Regions from separate parts of the Ovis aries genome. Here region 2 is linked to region 1. The links are chromatin contacts, called in public Hi-C maps. All regions are on one chromosome and are shown on one strand. The core of a region is the stretch at or near the end of the contact, and the rest is flanking DNA. Distances in the headings are between cores, read along the strand shown.

Evidence for each region. Hi-C and Micro-C count contacts between places; a contact is called where the count stands out from the background.
Region 2: a Hi-C map of blood shows a contact between it and region 1, with 3 times the contacts expected there. The contact joins the promoter of LOC101103203 here to the enhancer-like site in region 1. A contact is called at or near these places in 4 of 16 Hi-C or Micro-C datasets (all in blood).

Annotation. Positions count from the first base shown.
Region 1 is chr1:204,564,637-204,567,614 of ARS-UI_Ramb_v3.0, reverse strand. It overlaps MCF2L2 (MCF.2 cell line derived transforming sequence-like 2), which reads right to left. Exons shown (of 28, transcript XM_060419927.1): 9 at 2,614-2,728; 10 at 1,895-2,014. LOC101103203 (LINE-1 retrotransposable element ORF2 protein) reads left to right here. Exons shown (of 6, transcript XR_009601696.1): 4 at 1-162. Among named protein-coding and RNA genes, the nearest start is that of B3GNT5, 67 kb to the left of the region's middle. Within about 2 kb of position 1,579, at least 7 of the 54 cell types and tissues checked have an H3K27ac peak or open chromatin away from gene starts, as enhancers often do.
Region 2 is chr1:204,631,695-204,634,672 of ARS-UI_Ramb_v3.0, reverse strand. LOC101103203 (LINE-1 retrotransposable element ORF2 protein) reads left to right here and starts at 1,568. Exons shown (of 6, transcript XR_009601696.1): 1 at 1,568-2,627. The region is part of intron 15 of MCF2L2 (MCF.2 cell line derived transforming sequence-like 2); the gene reads right to left. It overlaps B3GNT5 (UDP-GlcNAc:betaGal beta-1,3-N-acetylglucosaminyltransferase 5), which reads left to right and starts at 1,371. Exons shown (of 3, transcript XM_042233934.2): 1 at 1,371-1,561.

The sequences.
Region 1 (2,978 bases), core at 330-2,829:
ATGGACAGGGAGGCCTGGCATGCTGCGGTTCATAGGGTCACAAAGAGTCAGACACAACTGAGCGACTGAACTGAAACTGAACTGAACTGTCTGGTTCACCACTTATAGCCACAGAATCTAAGACAAGGAATACCTGGTGATGAATGAATACCTTTCTATCAGGTTAGCAGCTACCTTTGTGTATGTATTTATACATAAAACAATATTTTTCAAACCAAAAATGAAGGTACTGGGATTGATGAGGCATATTTTCCCTAAAATATGAATGTATATAATGAAAATACATAGTATCCACATTTAATAAGGAGTTCACTTGAAAAAAACTAAAATTACATAAAATTGAGACTCTGAGACTGAGTATCTTGGAGACTCCAAGACACAGAGATATCACATACACAAAATTCAGCTTTTTTTCACTGTTTAATAAACATTTCTCATAACTCATGCCTTCAGCACTAAAGCAATTAGCTGTCAACGATCATGGATAACAGGGTGCTCACAAGGGAAGGGTGGGACTGCTGAGTGAGAGTCTGTGCTCAGGTGGGCCTGTATGCTCATGCACTGCAAAAGTACTTTCAGCTCAGAACTCACAACTGATAGCTCTTAAAGCCAAACTGGACTTGGCTTACATTTGTTACCATTTTTTAAGGGAATTTCCTCACTGGCTCAGCAGTAAAGAATCTGCCCACCAACGTAGGAGACACAGGTTCAATCCCTGGGTCAGGAAGATCCCCTGGAGGAGGAAATGGCACCTACTCCAGTATTCTTGCCTGGAAAATTCCATGGACAGAGGAGCCTGGCGGGCTACAGTCCATGGGGTTACAAAGAGTTGGAAACGACTTAGCAACCAAACGACAACAAAAAATGTCTCTAACAATAATGTGAATGTCAAACGCTTAACTTTAATGTGCATGTCAAACACCTGGAGATCTTATTAAAATGCAGATTTTGATTCTGAGGCGGGGCCTGAGATTTCCCCATATTTCTAATAAGTTCTCACTGAGGTGATATCTATGCTGCTGGCCAAAGGATCACATTGTGAGAAGCAAACCTCTAGTACCATGAAATCACCATCTACCATAATCTAGAGGAAGGACGCCTCCAGATTAGCTCAGAATGGAAATGGCAACTATAGAAAACTTCCCAAGAGACAAAAAAGGGACCCTAATTAAAGAAAAGCAGAGAGGAACTTCTCTGGTAAGAACTGACTGGTCTTTCTTAATTTGTAACAACCAAACCTGTAAAGATTGAAGATAGACCTACTCCTAAGTGTTGATCTGTGTACAGATCTGGGAAACTGTTTAATTTGGGTATGAGAACTTGAGGCATATATTCCTTTACAAGTCTGATATTTATAACTCTTTGAGCATGAGAAAGGAGAAAGCTTTACCAACTCTGTGTAGCAACAGAACTAATGTGGACCAATTTCCCCTTTTTCACCATCTTGCTTATTATAAAGCTAGGTGGTTTTTTTTTTTTTTTTTTTTCTGGTTTCTCCTTTTAAAGTTTCCCCTCCTTACCACCAAGCCTGCCTCCACATCCGGCCCAGTGGGTAACACACCCAATGTGACCTTACTTCCTGCTATTCCTCCCTAGCCCTGTCACTGAATGAATGGGCAGGGCCACCTGAAACCCCATCTAAGCCTCTAGCCTCAACTGGGTGCTCCTGCAGCCTTAACAGAACTCTGTACTGCCTGCATTATTCCTCATAGTTGTTAATGTGCATAATTCCCTGGGGACCTGAGGGTGGGAGTGGGGTCACTAAAAAGTCAGTATTTGGGCAATCCTGTGTCTTTTGGCAACCTTCTAACAATTAATGGGTGGCCGTGATCTGTCACTATCCACAGGGACCTTCTTCCCAGTCCACAAAACTGGAAAAAGCAAACAAACCAACCTGGCCTTCTCCTTCCAGTTTTTTGTGTTCCTTAAGAAGCTGTTCCACATGCATCACACTGTCTCCGAAGTCTGAAAACTCTGCTTGTTCTGCCAACAAGTTGTCCAGGGCTAGCTTAACCTATAAGACATGTTAGAAAGCCCAGAAATAAGCCAATGGACATCCCATCTTCAGGTATAGGCTTGTCATACTCTAGACAACTTGAAAATCCAAAAACGATTCAGGATATGTGTATATCTATATAGACTTTTTTTTAAACAGCTCATCAGTTTTTAGATTAAGCTGGGGGTACTGAAATGCCATAATAAATACATCATAAATGTGATGAATGACTGAAGAATAAATTCAAAATGCAAATAATAATGTTAAAAGTATATCATCTAATCCCCAACTAAAGTAAATGAATTATGTTTAAAAAAAAAAACCGCCTGGGGGTGCTGAGACAATGTGCAGATGGAATATCGAAGCTACACTGAATCAAAAAGGAAGGTAAACCATCACTGAAATACCATGTGGGAAAATGAGATTCTGGTACATTGCTACCCCCACTAAAAAGGTGAGAAGAGGAATCAAAAATATATGGAAGGGACTGGACTAGGGAGAGGATGCAGAGCCTGATACCCAGAATTTAAGGGGGAAGAGAGAACCAGAAGTCACAGAACTATGCACTCCCCTAACAGAACCATAAAAGGAAGTTTTATTAAACAAGAAAATAACACCTCACAAAAACTGTGTTCAAAGTGCTGTAGTTGTAGGTATTGATTAAGCTTCAGGTGATGCTCAGACCAGAACTGACTAAAGGCTTTTTCTGTTTCATCCAACTGAACTAATAACCTGTCAAGAAAGAACAAGATAGGACATGTGATTAGCGTTCATTTCCACAGGCTCATGCTGATAACACCCATGTTTTCAGTCAGGGTTCCTAATTGTGATGATCTCCTTACTTTGAAGTCTATGTCACGTATGACTTTCTCATGGTTCGGCTGGTTCCCCTATTTTCCATTTTTCAATCAGGACACCCTCAGCACTAGGCAAAAACCTCAGATGCAGCTGCCTTGCTTTAAAATGTGCCCCTGGTAACCTT
Region 2 (2,978 bases), core at 319-2,818, 67 kb before region 1:
TGGCACCCCACTCCAGTACTCTTGCCTGGAGAATCCCATGGATGGAGAAGCTGCAGTCCATGGGGTCACTAAGAGTCGGACACGACTGAGCGACTTCACTTTCACTTTTCACTTTCACGCATTAGAGAAGTTGAAATGGCAACCCACTCCAGTGTTCTTGCCTGGAGAATCCCAGCAATGGTGGAGCCTGATGAGCTGCCATCTATGGGGTCGCACAGAGTCGGACGTGACTGAAGCGACTTAGCAGCAGCAGCAGCAACAATAAATTAGCTTATTTATGGGTCACAGTCAGTGACTCCCTTACAAGTCAAAATACCTAAATGTTTCTATCTGTGATAAGACATGTCATGAGGTCTGAGTAGATAATAGGAATACTGGGTTTGAGTAGATAATAGCAATACTAAGCCACACTCTCTATAGGTAATATATAAAAGAAAATAATCGCATGGCTCCATATGCTAAGGAGCTAAAGAAAGCAATTACAACACCTCTTTAAAAATCTAGCTAGAAATAACAAGTACAATGTTGTGTTTACAGTTTCAAATTGATTCCATAATCTACTTTCAAGTCATTACCTGCCATTCCTTTTTTTAAAATTTATTTAATTCCTTTTACAATAACAAATCCAAAGCTTTTACTTTACTGAAGTAAAGGGTTAAATTTTTTTCTGTCATATTCTTAAATAATATTGTACAATTATAAAATCGTTCAAAATATCACCACTATTCAATGACAATATTTGTTCTATAAGGAGGATGCTAGAACAACATCTGGGGAATAAGTAACCAAACCCCCCAAAATGATTTGTTTATACTTTCCTCCCTTCAGTGGAAATTTATATTCTGATTTTGTCTACTATGTGTATTAAGTATTCTGAGTGGGGAAAACACCTCAAAGAGGACATTCAGGTGGATCCTGACTCATAGTTGATGATCTGAGAGTGAAGTGAAGTCGCTCAGTTGTGTCCGACTCTGCGACCCCATGGACTGTAGCCTACAGGCTCCTCCGTCCATGGGATTTTCCAGGCAAGAACACTGGAGTGGGTTGCCATTTCCTTCTCCAGGAGATCTTCCCAACCCAGGGATTGAAGTCGGGTCTCCCGCATTGTAGGCAGACGCTTTACCATCAGCCACCAGGCAAGTCTGATGATCTGAGTAAATAATCTCAATTAACTAAAGAGGTGTGGAGAAGCACTTCCTGGAGCTGCCTTGCACCGACAGGAATAGACAGGCCGGACGCATCACCTTCACCTACACGCTGGGGTGGTGGCTACCGGGCAGGCCAGGCTGGGCTTCGGAGTGACGCCAAGAGTGCAGGAAACGCAGCACGCTGCTCACGGGCCGCGCCCCTGCCCTCCGCCGGGAGCCCCTGATTGGGTCCCCCAGCTTTCAGCCGGCTCCAGCCCGCTTCCCGCTGGGGTAGCAAGCCCAGCCGAGAGCCAACTCCCCAGCCCCTGCCTAAAATTTAAAACGAGTAAGTTTTGTTCCGGAGACCAATGACTTTAGTTCCCATGCCGGCGGAGTGCCGACCTGCGATTTGGAAGTTTAAGGAGCTGGTCCTGGTGAGTTTTGCTTTACGTTTTCTTTGAAATGAAGCTGGGCTTGAAAGTAAACTCATTGCGGGGCGGAGTGAGTCTCTCCCACCGGCCCATTGCATTCCTGAAACGAACCGCTGTCGCAAAGCTGTATGCAGTAAAATTGAGTTTCCTTCTTTTGTCACTGAGGCCCCCTGAAGCTCGGAGCGGGGGTGCGTAAGCGGTGTGACAAGAGATCTTTTAAAGTCTAGCTTGCCCTTAGAACTCTCGCTCTGAAAAGGAAAATAAGGTGCTCAGAGAACTGCGGCTCAATCAGTCAAAACTTATCTCCCGTAGATGAGTAAACCGTTGCGTGTTCTGAACGAAAGGATCACTTGTCCAACAAATTCTGCCTCCTAATGCAGTGTATATGGAGATCAGTTGTTTCATATGGAATTAATATGTGTGATCAATCGTACTCTTTTTAAACTGCTCCGCATCCACCGCATCCTAACTGGGGCCCAGGCCGCCTGTAGGTGGAAATGTAGTCTTCTCTTCCGGATCACTAAATGGGGAAAGTTCCAGCCTGCTCGGCGGGGATAATTCGCAACTCCTCATCTGGTTTGTTCTTTGTGAGGGGAGACGGATTCCCTTGGTCCGCAGCAAGGGCTCCTGGCCGGCCTGGCCTCCGCCCCGCCCCTGCCCGGCCCGGCCGCCTCGCCGCGCCTCCCAGCCGGAGTGGCTCCCGGACTGCGGGAAAGGAGTCTGTTCTGCTTCGTCTGGACCAGGCGAGGTCGCCAGGGCCGAGAGGGGAGGAGAGTCGCTCGCACGGCGGCTCCAGGACTTCAGGTTGGAATGAGCTCTGGGGCCCAGGAGGCGAGGCTGTAGCTGACACCGGGCTTGGAGTCGGCTCGCGGCCCTGGTCCGGAGCGCGAGGCCAGGCGTCGGGAAGCTGGGGCCGCCCTATCCGCCGCGGGGCAAGGCTGCCCGCTGCCCGAGAGTACGGCGGGGAAAGAGGCACGTTCCCTCCCCGGGGCGCCTTTGTTCATTCGGGCCTGCGGGCGGGCGTTTGGCGACCGCGACCCTGGGCCGAGCCGCCATCCAGATGCAGCAGGTAGGCTGGGGGGCCCGGAGCTCCGGGGCGGGGGGTAGGGCGAAGTTCCCCGGAGCCGGTCCCCATTCCTACGAGCTCCAGCTAGGCGGCCGCCGCGCCGCGATGCCGAAACCGGCCGGAGCGCGGGAGCCGGGAGGGGAACGCCGCGCCCTGCCGGCCTCGGTTCCCGGCTGTGGGGCCCCCAACCTTGCGCCCACACCTAGGCTGCAGGGGTGAATTCGGGTAGAGATCCTGCGTCGTGTTAGAAGTTGGGAAACCGCCAGACAGGGGAAGCTTTCAGTGAGTTACTGGCTGGGGTAATACAGACAAGGAAGTAGGCGGGCGGGATAACTGGGAAACGAGACCTCTTTC